Regions from separate parts of the Mus musculus genome. Here all the other regions are linked to region 1. Evidence: chromatin contacts called from public Hi-C and promoter capture Hi-C data. All regions are on one chromosome and are shown on one strand. The core of a region is the stretch at or near the end of the contact, and the rest is flanking DNA. Distances in the headings are between cores, read along the strand shown. Region 1 holds the start of Peli2 (pellino 2). Region 2 has its middle 23 kb from the start of Atg14. Region 3 holds the start of Otx2 (orthodenticle homeobox 2).

Region 1 (3,990 bases), core at 1,103-3,602:
AAAGGGGACAACATGCTCTCAAGTCCAGTGGGCAGAACTGTGTAAGACTTAGTGAAAATCTAACTAGTTCACTACTTTCCAGGTACTCTTTAGTGTGCTCAATGTTGCAAGAGTCAGAAATCTGAAAGAAAGAAGGGGAGGGGGCAGCAGCCACAATTCAGGCGTACACAAAACCATCTGCTACTCCCATTTTTCTTCCTTAAAGGTCTTCCTTAAGCTGGCAAGAAGCAACATCTCCCCCCCAGCCCCCCACCACGGCAGGGCTCCACTGTTAACCAACTTCAGTTGAAGAAGTGACAACACCAAACATCATTTGCTACTTACTTACTCGGGTTTCTACTTATGTCTTGTTCTACATTAAAATGGAAGTGTTCTGTGGCTACTGGATGATACCCAATGTCCAAACAGTGTTGCCATGTGGTAGCACAGGTAACTGCCCTGCCTGCCTCCAGCTACTAGGTTAGAAACACTAAGCCATCATGGATCCAGGAAAAGCTTTAGTGAAGGATGAAGCAGGTGCTACAGGCAACGGTGTTTACAGAGACACTAAATTACAACTGTCCAGGGTGTAAATTCTTTTCCTGGCTTTGGAGTGTCCTAAACTTTTAGCTATGAACACAAACCTCTCCGGGTTTATTCCACACTGCTCCGAAACGTCTCAACAGATTGCCTCAAAAGGAAATAATGAAATGGCTCTGGCGTAAGTTAATCTTCTTTGTCAAATTCACAGTGTTAAGCATACTCTGAAGCCAGCCACATAAACAAAACCAAACTCCACAAAATTAGGCTGAGCTGAAGTTACATAAGACAGACTAAACTGTGGCTTCCCCCCACCCACCTCCCCACCCCTCCTCTTCCCAGCGAACTCTGACATCTGTCTCTTAAGTGCATGCAATTCCCATGCAGGTGCGGAAGGCGCTCATCTGCTGAGCTTCCAAATAAGCAGTGATCTTTCCAGTACTACCTTCCCCCCCCCACACACACACACAGAAAGGCTTGCAACAAACTGAAGGCTAGGAAACTTTAGATGAGTCTTTAAAAAAAAATTAAGTCGGCACTTACTTCAAGGTAGTAATCAAAACACGTTTCTCAAAGTTCCCAGAGCCTCTGCTTAGGGGTGAGGAGGGGGGCTTCCTCGCGTGCCTCTAAGCCCACCCATCAACACCCGCGTGGGTCTGAATACAGATCTTTCAACAGAGGACAAAAGCGCGGGTTCCCTGGAGCGGCACATCCAAAGGGAAACCAATCCTTTCCCTGCAGCACTACCCAAGTTGCTCCAGCTCCAAGAGTTTCCTGCACTTTCCACCTCCCCCCACCCACACCCTTTTCATTGCCCACTTTACCCTGCTTTAATCCTGCGAAGCCTCCCTCCTGGTTTATTAAGGGTAAACAATAGAAAATGTCACACGGAAACTCAGGAAGTAGATGAAGTCTCTAATTGCTGCCGTTTTAACGATTGTAGATAATTACTATCTTCAAAATGTGATTTTCACCAGCGGAGTGGGAGCCGAGGAGGGCAGGGTGGCGAGCTCCCCGCCGCTGGCAGGGCATCGGCAAGGCCGGGGCCCGAGGGGTGCAGGAGCCCGAGGGGTAAGGAGATCAAGGGGTGCGGAGACTCGAGAATGGAAACCCGGGAGATCCGGGAACCGTTGTTGAGAGGACCCGGGAAAACCAGGACCCGGTCCAGGCCCTCGGCCGAGCTCACTCCCGGCGCAAAAAGCGGAGGCCAACCAGCGGCCCGGGTCACAGACTGGAACAATGCGTAACCCCCGCGGACTGGGCTCTGGGCTCGGAGACAGGGCTCCGCGTTCGCGGTCGTCGGGAAAGAGAAGTCCCCAGTAGCCACTGGCTCCGGGCTTCACCGAGCGACCCCGCGTGGTGCAGGAGCGCCCTCCGGGCCGCGGCAACGAGCACCCCGGGGACCCGGGCCCTCAGGAGCGCATCCCTCTCCCTCCGCGACGCCCCGCCGCCCGCGTCCCCAACTCACCCCAGGACCACCAGCTCCCCGTATTTCACCGGCTCCTTGTTGGGGGCGCTGGGTTCCTCCTGGCCCGGGGAAAACATGGAGCCGCGCTCGGCCGCCGCCGCTGCCGCCTCCGCCGCGATCCCCGCCGAGTCCGCGCCGCCACTACACTCCCATCCCGAAAACGGGGTGAGCGCGCCGGGGAACGGCACGGCGGCGAACGGGGCGCTGGGCGGCCAGTCCCGCGGCTGCTCCGTCGTGGCTGTGCGCGTCGCCCGCCGGCTTCCCCGGAGCTATCCGTACGTTGGCCGCTACGAGCGGGACCCGGCACGGAAAGCGAGCGGCGACCAGAGCCCCGCGGGAGGAGGAGCGCGCGCCGCCGGGGGGCTGAGCGGGCTGGGCAGGTGGGACGGCCGCGCCGCCGCCCGCGTCTCCGCGCTCCCGCGGCCCCCGCCCGCCCGCCCGCCAGCCCCCGCGGCCCGCGAGCGCCCCGTGTTATGTAAACATAGAGTAAAGGGGAAGGCAAGCCCTTAAAGGGGCAGCTCTGTTTTTCTCCTCTCTTCCTCCGAAAAGTTGGAGCGTGGGGGTCTTCGTCCTCAGCCCGGGGATCCGGACCCCGCTTGCGTGAAAGCCAAGCATACTGCCCACCCCCCACCTCCGAGCTCACCATGCTGAGCGCACTGATCTGGGGGTGTCTGCTTTCAAAGCCAAGCCCTTGAGAGGGGGGCTTAAAAAGAGAAAGAATCTGCCCATGGGGGGGGCGCTAATTGAAGGGCTCCCCACCATTTCATGTATCAAGAGAAAGGAGAAAGAACGTGGGGGGGGGGTGAGAAAAGAGAGAGAGAGATGGAGGGAGGAGAGGGAAAGGGGAAAAAGAAAAGTTAAAAGTTACTTTTAATCCCTTATTCACATCTCTGTCCCTTCTTTCAACCCCCTGGGGAATTTAAAAGGAAATTACCTAGGTGGATTTTTTTTTTTTAAATGAAGACAAATGTTCCTTTATTTCCATGGATTAATCAAGGCACTGTTTGTATTTTATGCTTTCTTATGGTGCTGTGTCTTTAAAATATTGTAGGCTGTGATAGTTTTACTGACTGCTGTTTTTCATCATAGAGGAATTTATTATTCTAGCATTTATTAAGCCCTTGCAACATGCTAGAGACGCTACATATTATTGCCTGTCACTGCCTTTCCAGACTGTTAAATATTTAAAGAAATAAATACTGCAAAAGCTACCCAATGTATAAACATCGAGAGTGTGTGTGTGTGTGTGCCCGCGCGCGCGCGCGCGCGCACACACACACACACACACACACACACACACACACACATACACACACGTTTAGGCTATGACTCTAAGTAAGGAGTTAAAAAAGAAATAATTGCATGAGTAACCTTCCATTCTACTGCTCAGCGCCGTGCATGTATCGCTCTCTGACAGGCTATTACTGTAGTGACATGATGCTTTCTGTAATTTTACTTCAGTTAGTAACTGGCTTTTCTTCTTTTAATTGAGGCTTTGGAGATAAATTACTCCAGAATAACAAAAGCCACACTATTGATGAGCCAAAAATAAACTTTATTAGACGATTACCTTATTTCCGCTAATTACAGAAAGTCTATTCTTAGACTAAAGACAACTAGCTATCCGGCTTATTGTACAAATCCTCTGTACTTTTCTCTGTTATGAAAATGTAAAGGTTTAACCAGCAGCCCTTTTTTAGAGAGTTGAGCTCTTTCTCTTCATATGGTGTTGGTAGATTTCTGTATGACGGAGTGTAGTTTTCCTTACTCCCTAGTCCCACTTACTATATCCACTATGCGACTGTCAACAACCCTTTGAATCCCGTCACAGTTACCCATCTCCCTTAATTATAGTACCTCGCTCTGGCATGCGAACTTCCCCCAGTCTGCTCTATTGCTGCTACTGATCTCTAGGCTACAATTACCCCCTTCTCTCCTGGCATGCTGTGCTTTTGTGCTTGCATTACACTGTTCTGGCTCCATTTCTTCCTTGCTGCGCTCTG
Region 2 (3,909 bases), core at 1,172-3,671, 530 kb after region 1:
GCCTTACAGTTCAGAGGTTTAGTCCATTATCATGGTGGAAAGCTTGGCAGCACACAGGGGACATGGTGCTGGAGAAGTGGCTGAGAGTTCTACATCTGGATCCACAGGCAGTAGGGAGAGAGAGCTACTAGACCTGACTTGGGCTTCTGAATCCTCAAAAACCACCCCTAGTGACACACTTCCTTCAACAATACTGAACTCCAAAAAGGCCACACCCCCTAGTCCTTCCAAATAAAGCTGCTCCCTAAGCATTCCAATCTGTGAGCCTATAAGAGCCATTCTTATTCAAACCACCACAGCGACAAAGTATTTTGTACAGTTAGTATGAACTAAGCAATACAGAGCGATACAGATTGCTCTTTCTAGAAGCTCGAGGAAGAAGCAACTTCAAAGACTATGTCCTATTGATGGAAAAATTCATAACCATAGAACTGAGGGCTGGAGAGATGGCCCAGTGGTTAAGAGCACTGACTACTCTTCCGAAGGTCCTGAGTTCAAATCCCAGCAACCATATGGTGGCTCACAACCATCCACAATGAGATCTGGTTCCCTCTTCTGGGGTGTCTGAAAACAGCTACAGTATACTTACATATAGTAAACAAATAAGTCTTTAAAAAGCAAAACAAAAAACATAGAGCTGAGATGCCTATTTCTTTAATAGCTATCAAATGTGGCCCACTCTCAGGCCCTAGAAGTTACCCACATTTCTTGTACTACAGCCCCATCCTATCTTCAAAGTCAGCAGTGAACAATCTTCCACATGCTCTAAAATCCCTCCCAATGAGCAGCTAATTCCTTTGTAGCAGCTCAGCAGCTAGGGCCAGGCTTAGCCAGAATATTCTCTTTCCTAACAATGGTCTTGGAATTTTAACTATATTAGCAAAATCCAAGAGCACCTGGGTTTGGGTTTGGACAGCTGGGGGACAGTTCATTAGGGCATAGGGCAGGGATTGGGGACCCCCCTCAGCATTCTGTCGTATGTGATGGGGCATAGTTTAAATTTTATTTTAGAGGCTGGAGAGATGGCTCAACAGTTAAGAGTGCTTGTTGATCTTTCGGAGGTTAGGAGTTCGGTTACCAGCATCCATAGCAGGACTTTTAACAATCATCTGCAATTTTAGTTCCTAAATTGAATGAAGATGGCTCCATTGGTCCATAGCAACTGACATTACTGGGAGGTGTGGCCTTGTGGGAGAAGGTGTGGGAGTAGACTTTGATGTCTTAGAAGTTCAAACCAGGTCTAGCGGCTGACAGTTCCTGACTGTTGCATGCAGATCCATATTTAGAATTCTCAGCTCCTTTTCTAGCACCATACCTGCCTATATATGACCATGCTTCCCAACATGATGATAATGAACTGAACCAGTACCAAATTAAATGTTTTCCTTTATAAGAATTACCGTGGTAATGGTGTCTCTTCACAGCAATAGAAACCTGAACTACGTAAGACAGGATACAAGGATGCTCTCTTCTGGCCTTCTCAGACATACTCACATGCACAAGCAGTGCATACACACAGAGAGACACACAAAATGGAGTAGGATATAAATAACATTGATCTGTTTTAGTTAGTTTGGGATGCCGTAGCAAAAAACCATCACAAACTGGGCAGTTTAAACAACAGAAATTCTCTTCTTCACCATTCCAGAGATTGGAAATTTAAGACCAAGGTACCCAAGGCCACCCTCTCTTCTTCCCTTCTAGATAGCCCCCTTCTTTCTGTCCCTTCTTCCCTTCTAGATAGCCTCCTTCTTTCTGTTCCTTTTGCAGCCCTTTCTCAAAACATGCACAACTCTGGTGTCTGTGTGTACTCACTCGCTATTCTTTTTTTTTTTTAAGATTTATTTATTTATTATATGTAAGTACACTGTAGCTGTCTTCAGACACTCCAGAAGAGGGCATCAGATTTCGTTATGGATGGTTGTGAGCCACCATGTGGTTGCTGGGATTTGAACTCGGGACCTTCGGAAGAGCAGTCGGTGCTCTTAACCACTGAGCCATCTCGCCAGCCCCTCACTTGCTATTCTAATGAAGACACCAGATTTATTTTTTAAAAAGATTTACTTACTATTATATCTAAATGCACTATAACTGTCTTCAGACACACCAGAAGAGGGTGTCAGATCTTATTAAGGATGGTTGTGAGCCACGATGTGGGTTGCTGGGATTTGAACTCAGGACCTTAAGAAGAGCAGTCTGTACTCTTAACTGCTGAGTCATCTCTCCAGATTTTTTAAATTGGTGTTTAAAAATACCTGTGACCTTTGGGGGGCAAGCAGTCTAAGTGCAATTATGAATACAAGAGTTCCTGATCTGTCAGGCTGGCACTGAGCCTGCAGCTCAGTAGGCTGCCGCCTTTAGCATACGTTATTAAATGAATCCATGCACCATTATATAAGATTCCAGCGTTGTCAGAAGGCTCCCTTTATCCTGATTAGAGAAACCATCCTTGGAGCTGTCGATTCTAGGACGTGTTTCCCACACTCCATGCTCGGGGTGGATTGCTTCATTAACTAACATCTATTGAGCAAATCAGCTTGGAACAGAGACAGGTGGATGAATAATTAAAAAAAAATTTTCTCTGAAGCAGTAGAATCAAATGGGAAAGACATTATTTTAAGTCTCCAAGTTCGTTTTGAAATCTCTTACATAAATGTGTCTGTTTATAGAACCATTCAGCACAGTTAAGTTCCTAAGAAAGCCAACGCATTGGAATTAATGATCCGCAGAAAGACAAATCTCTAGATATTTGCGTTTGCATTATCTTCTTGAATTATCTGGACCCTAACCATGGAGCAACAGAGTTCTGTATGTAGCTAAAGATAAATTCTCTGTAATTGCTGAAAATCTACCTGGGGCTTGGGGGTGCAAAATAATAACAGAAGTACCACATCTGGGTGGGTGGGATGGCTCTGTTGGTAGAGCCACTTGCTACCAGGCCTGATACTCTGAGTAGGATTCCTTCCACATGTTGGAATAAGAGAACCTACTCTTGACAATTGTCTTTTGACCATCACAAGTTTTCTTTTCTTTTCTTTTTTTTTTTGGTTTTTCAGGACAGGGTTTCGCTGTATAGCCCTGGCTGTCCTGGATCTCACTTTGTAGACCAGGCTGGCCTCGAACTCAGAAATCTGCCTGCCTCTGCCTCCCGAGAGCTGGGATCAAAGGTGTGCGCCACCACGCCCAGCTCATCACAAGTTTTCTGTAGAGTACACTTGTCCATGGACACTCCAGCAAACATAATACATATAAAAGAGATTCCACACCTGAAAATCTGTGTATGATGGTGAACCCTGTAATGCCAGCACTTGGAGGGTAGAGGATATATAGTTTGTGACCAGCCTGAGCTACATGAGAAGAGGGAAGGGGAATAAAAGAGGAAGGAAGGAAGGAAGGAAGGAAGGAAGGAAGGAAGGAAGGAAGGAAGGAAGGAAGGGAGGGAAAAGAAAGGAAAGGTGAAAGAAAAGCTGTTCCTTTCTCACCATGAGCCATTGCCAGCCCCTTCCTCCCTGTGCAGCCAGCAGCATCTTGCCTGGCTCATCAGCTTCTCTGCATCCCTCCTGACTCAGCACCCCACCAGACTGACCCTGCCTTGCCTTGCTGCCTGTGCCTGATAAATGGCCTCTGCTCTCTGCATAGAGAGCACCAAAGCTCCTCTGACTCTCCCTGTGACATCCAGGGTAACCATGATGCCAACGAACCCTGTTTCAGAATGCTCAGAATTGTGCTTCAACTATAGTAAGTATGCTTGCTTTTCTCCAGCCCAAGCTTTTATTTTTAAAGATTTATTTATTTTATGTATCTAAGTACACTGTAGCTGTCTTCAGACACATTAGAAGAGGGAGTCAGATATCATTATAGATGGTTGTGAGCCACCGTGTGGTTGCTGGTATTTGAACTCAGGACCTC
Region 3 (3,888 bases), core at 1,329-3,828, 550 kb before region 1:
CTCCTCCTATGTGCGTGTGCGTGTGTCTCTCTCTCTTTCAGATCCAATCTTTTGAGAGCTGCAGCACACTGCTAAGCTAAAGGGAAATTCTCTTTGATAAAGCAGTGTTTCCAGCTTCTGGGTTTTAAAACCTAAATCTATATTCAAATCTGGCTGAAGGTGTGTTCTGGGATTTATGAAAAGCCTCTTAAAGGGGTAAATTTACCAAACCGTGACAAAATCATCACGATCTTACTTTAGACATCTGAAGTGGATGAGAATTTTAAAGAGACCCTTGTTTATTTAACACTGTCCGTTTCCAACTGGTGGTTTATTGGCCCTGTATTTCCGCGAAGTTATTAGACTAGAGGGCAAAGGAGAAGCGGGGGGCTGTGTGCTGCCAGCCGCTGAAGGGGAAAGCCCTCCCACGCTGTATCTAACAGAAATCCTCCACTGTCTATAGCACTCCGGACTTTTCTGGGAGGTTTGGTTGCTCTGGGTTGTCTCAGGATGACACCCCAAACCTTTACCCGGGCCTTGAGAGGTTCCTAATGTCTCCGGACCCTACTGTAGATGTATCGCTTTCTCTCCGGATTTTTTCATTTACTTTGAGTGACTCACAAGCCCTCGCTCTATTTCGTTACCGCACCCCACCTCTACTGCCCCCAAGGCCTTGCTCCCCTACATCCACAATGGCCTTTTTCTCTTTTCTTTTCTTTTCTTTTCTTTTCTTTTCTTTTCTTTTCTTTTCTTTTCTTTTCTTTTCTTTTCTTTCTCGCCCTTTGATGCTTTCAACATCATTATGATCAAACCGGGGAGAACTCTTTTCTCGGGGTGGGAAACAACCTCTTTTTCAAGAGATTCGCGTGGATTTGCCTTTCCATCATACAAAGCACGATGGCTCGGACCAAGAGCCAGGACCTGCTTCCCACAGCCCGGGCCACGCGGGACAACTGCCTGGGACATTTGTTTACCTCTCCTAAATGAAAGGCCTTAGGGACAGTCGCCAGGTGTTTCTGCACAGTGGGGGCGGGGTAACAAGGAAAGATCCGTACTCACCCTCCCCCCTAGCCTAGGCCCCACAAAGTCGTGGCTCTGGGGAACGCGACAGCCAGGAGTTTCCTTAGGACTGGAACAGCTACGAAGGAGCCAGGAAGAACTGGGCAAGCCCGGAGGAGCTCGAGGGTTCGCGGAGCCTCCAGGACCCCAAGGCTCTTAGGACACACCTGCAAGTCTGCAGCGGCAGCGGAGTGCCCAGCCTTAGGCCGGAGCCGAGCCCAGCCGGGCTGCCGAGAACTTGCAGCCTCGTGCGCACTCCCGTAATTCGCTAATTGCTGTAAATCCCAAGGACGGCCACATTTGATTACACATACAGTATAAGAACCGACAACAAAGCGACGAATTAATTACCAACTTCATTAACATAGGTCCCCAAATTAAAGGCAACGAGCTGTTTCTTTGGGCCCACTAGCAGTGGTGGCGGTGACTGAGGTAGTGAGGGAGGGGTGGGTTTTTTCGTTTTGTTTTGTTTTTCCTTCTGCATTGGGAGTTGTGAGGGGAAAGCTATCCTCCCCCCCCCTCCCCCTCCCAGCCTCCATTCACACACTCAGCAGTAGCGTTTGCCCCTCACCTCCCCCCGCCCCGTCCCCTAATATTCTGTCCAGCGTGTTTCTGCTTTTCTAGAAAACTCTGATTCTTGTTTAAAAAAAAAAAAAAAAAAAAACCAGTCTGGACCAGAAGAAGTTGAGTTGGTTGACCCTGCAGCATCCCAGCTCCCGAGTTTCGGCCTCTGAGTAGGGCGCCTCCATCCCTAGTAACTCCCAGGCCTGAAGTACCAGGCGTTTGTTCTTAAGCACAAACTGTTTCTACTGGGGGCTTTTTGTCACCTCATACTCAGCTGGAGAGATTTGAGGTATCCCCTCCCTTGGCCGGAAATCTGCCTTGGCGGTAGATTTGGGAGCTCACGTTTTCTTTTGTATCTTGCTCTATGCTTATCAAATTGAAAAAACATGCCTGGAAAGCCAGAACTCCAGAGACCAAGGGTTATTCTAAGGGGTAAAAGAACAGCCAGTGAGGACGCTGGAGTTTTCAGACAGTCCATAGCTGCGTGACTCTCTGCCTACACTGCATGTTCACAGCTCAGTTCCACTCTTGTTCATCTTCACCCATTTTTCCCTCAGCGCCGTCTGGTCCTCTTCAAGAGAACATAGCCCTGTTTTTAAGCCTGTGCCTGGGTTTGAGTTCTGCCTCTGACCCACACATTCTTTGCTAGCGTTGGAAATCGAAAACGGGGTACTACCCCCTCCCTCCTTCCCCTAGCTTTGACTTAAATATTTTCCTGCTTTATGTTGTTTGGTATCCTTTCTCTAAAATAAAAACAAAAAAGAAAAGGAGGATAAGAAGGAGTATAAAGGAAGAAGAAAAGACCGAAGAGGGAGGCCTTCCTGTCCATCATTTTAATTATACAATTAGTTCACATGCTTGGGCCCATAATGTATATTTTAAGCGTAGCCCAGTGTTTTAAAGAACGTTCTGGTAGTGTCGGAGGCCTGGATTTGTTGCCTGCTCTTCCCCCCGTGCAGCAGCGGCCTGTTTTCCTCCCCCTGTTGTGTGTTTTTATTATTTTCCCTCTGGCTTAGATGTGTCAATCATTCTCTCCCTGCCATTGGTTGGAGAGTTTGCGTCAAAAAGTTGCCAGAGAGGCGCTTTCTCAGCAAATCTCCCTGAGAGCGGAACCTTCCTCAGCTCCAACTCAGCCTCCACTGTTACTAAAAAATAAAAATCGCTAGAGGAGCTCAGTCGCCACCTCTACTTTGTATGTATCGTAGACGGACACAAGCCTGTTTACAACTCTGGCCACTTCATTTTATGTTTTCTTTTAATTGTTTTTTTTTTCTGGTTATGTTTGACTTTTTATGGAAAGGTGAAGACTACAAGGTTTTTAACTGAATGCTCTTGATTTCTTTTAGGATAGCTGGCTATTTGGAATTTTGAAGGATAATTTGATTTTTTTTTCTTTTCTAACGTCCAATGCGGCTGTAAGGTAAGTGTCCGTCTGTCTTGTCTATAGCGATATCTTTGTGTTCCCCCAGTCCGCAGTGACCTCCGCTCCTCCAATGTGCAACTCTGCGGACGTGGAACTTCCTTGGGTGGGGGCGGGCGATGTATTTTATTTTTCTAATGAGAATTTTGAGACGAAATAATGACCATTAGGAAAAAATTTGACGATCTGTAGAAGAGGGAGGGAGTGGGAGGGAGCGAGAGCGCGTGCTCCTGGGGGTCGCTGCTACCGAAGAACGTCGCAGAAATCCTAGGAGTCTAATCTGGGAGTTGGGGAGGGGTTTTGTTCTTATGCCCACGCTATTCATGGCTTCTCCTCGCGAGCTTTGCATTTTGGCCCCTAGATTGAGCTGGAGTCCTTAGGTTTGGTTCCAAGGGCGTATTTTAGAATCCATGACAAAATAATGCTTGTGTAATGTACCTAGGTTGGTAAATTAAAACAAAGATAATAAGGTGGACGCTTCCGAAAGACGGAGCTCCCGAAGGCCGGCTCTCCATTATCGGCGGGGGCCTCGGGCTGCCTCTAGACTCCTCGGTTTGCAACGGGAGCCGAAATCGGAGCGGATAACCGAGGAGGCGACAGCGCTGGCGTCTTGTTACTCCCGCGCCGCCTCAGCTCCTGTTTCTCGTCCTCACTCCCCAAGCTTAATGCCCCTCTGCTCTCCGCCTCTTCTCAAAGCCGCTAGGGCTCTTGAATCTTTTACAACTCTCCTCCTCTCCATCCCTAGGGGTGCGGCTCCCCCAAGCCCCAGAACTGTACACTGAAAGTCGGGGCTTCTGGGCCAGATCGCCAGGCCGAGGCCGCTAGTTGGACAGGTTTTAAAGGCGACTGTGGCTAGTGTGGTTCAG

What was found. Promoter capture Hi-C pulls out the DNA fragments that hold promoters and counts their contacts. A called contact is a pair of places that touch in the nucleus more often than the background predicts.
Region 2: a Hi-C map of cortical neurons shows a contact between it and region 1, with 5 times the contacts expected there. The contact joins the enhancer-like site here to the promoter of Peli2 in region 1. A contact is called at or near these places in 6 of 39 promoter capture datasets (the 3T3-L1 cell line, hippocampal neurons, liver and 1 more), 3 of 484 Hi-C or Micro-C datasets (cortical neurons, embryonic fibroblasts and liver) and 4 of 115 datasets of contacts at active chromatin or transcription factors (bone marrow-derived macrophages, embryonic stem cells and stem cell-derived neural progenitor cells).
Region 3: a promoter capture Hi-C map of embryonic stem cells shows a contact between it and region 1, with 16 times the contacts expected there. The contact joins the promoter of Otx2 here to the promoter of Peli2 in region 1. A contact is called at or near these places in 13 of 39 promoter capture datasets (the C10 cell line, the HPC-7 cell line, cranial neural crest and 6 more) and 14 of 484 Hi-C or Micro-C datasets (B cells, cardiomyocytes, cerebellum and 1 more).

What each region holds. Positions count from the first base shown.
Region 1 is chr14:48,119,231-48,123,220 of GRCm38.p6, reverse strand. It overlaps Peli2 (pellino 2), which reads right to left and starts at 2,352. Exons shown (of 6, transcript NM_033602.2): 1 at 1,988-2,352. The coding sequence starts at 2,064.
Region 2 is chr14:47,589,328-47,593,236 of GRCm38.p6, reverse strand. No RefSeq gene overlaps it. Among named protein-coding and RNA genes, the nearest start is that of Atg14, 23 kb to the right of the region's middle. Within about 2 kb of position 2,421, at least 11 of the 459 cell types and tissues checked have an H3K27ac peak or open chromatin away from gene starts, as enhancers often do. A contact at or near this core is called in cortical neurons, where this site is marked.
Region 3 is chr14:48,666,334-48,670,221 of GRCm38.p6, reverse strand. It overlaps Otx2 (orthodenticle homeobox 2), which reads left to right and starts at 2,578. Exons shown (of 5, transcript NM_001286482.1): 1 at 2,578-2,794; 2 at 2,949-3,022. It overlaps Otx2os1 (orthodenticle homeobox 2 opposite strand 1), which reads right to left and starts at 934. Exons shown (of 5, transcript NR_029384.1): 1 at 826-934.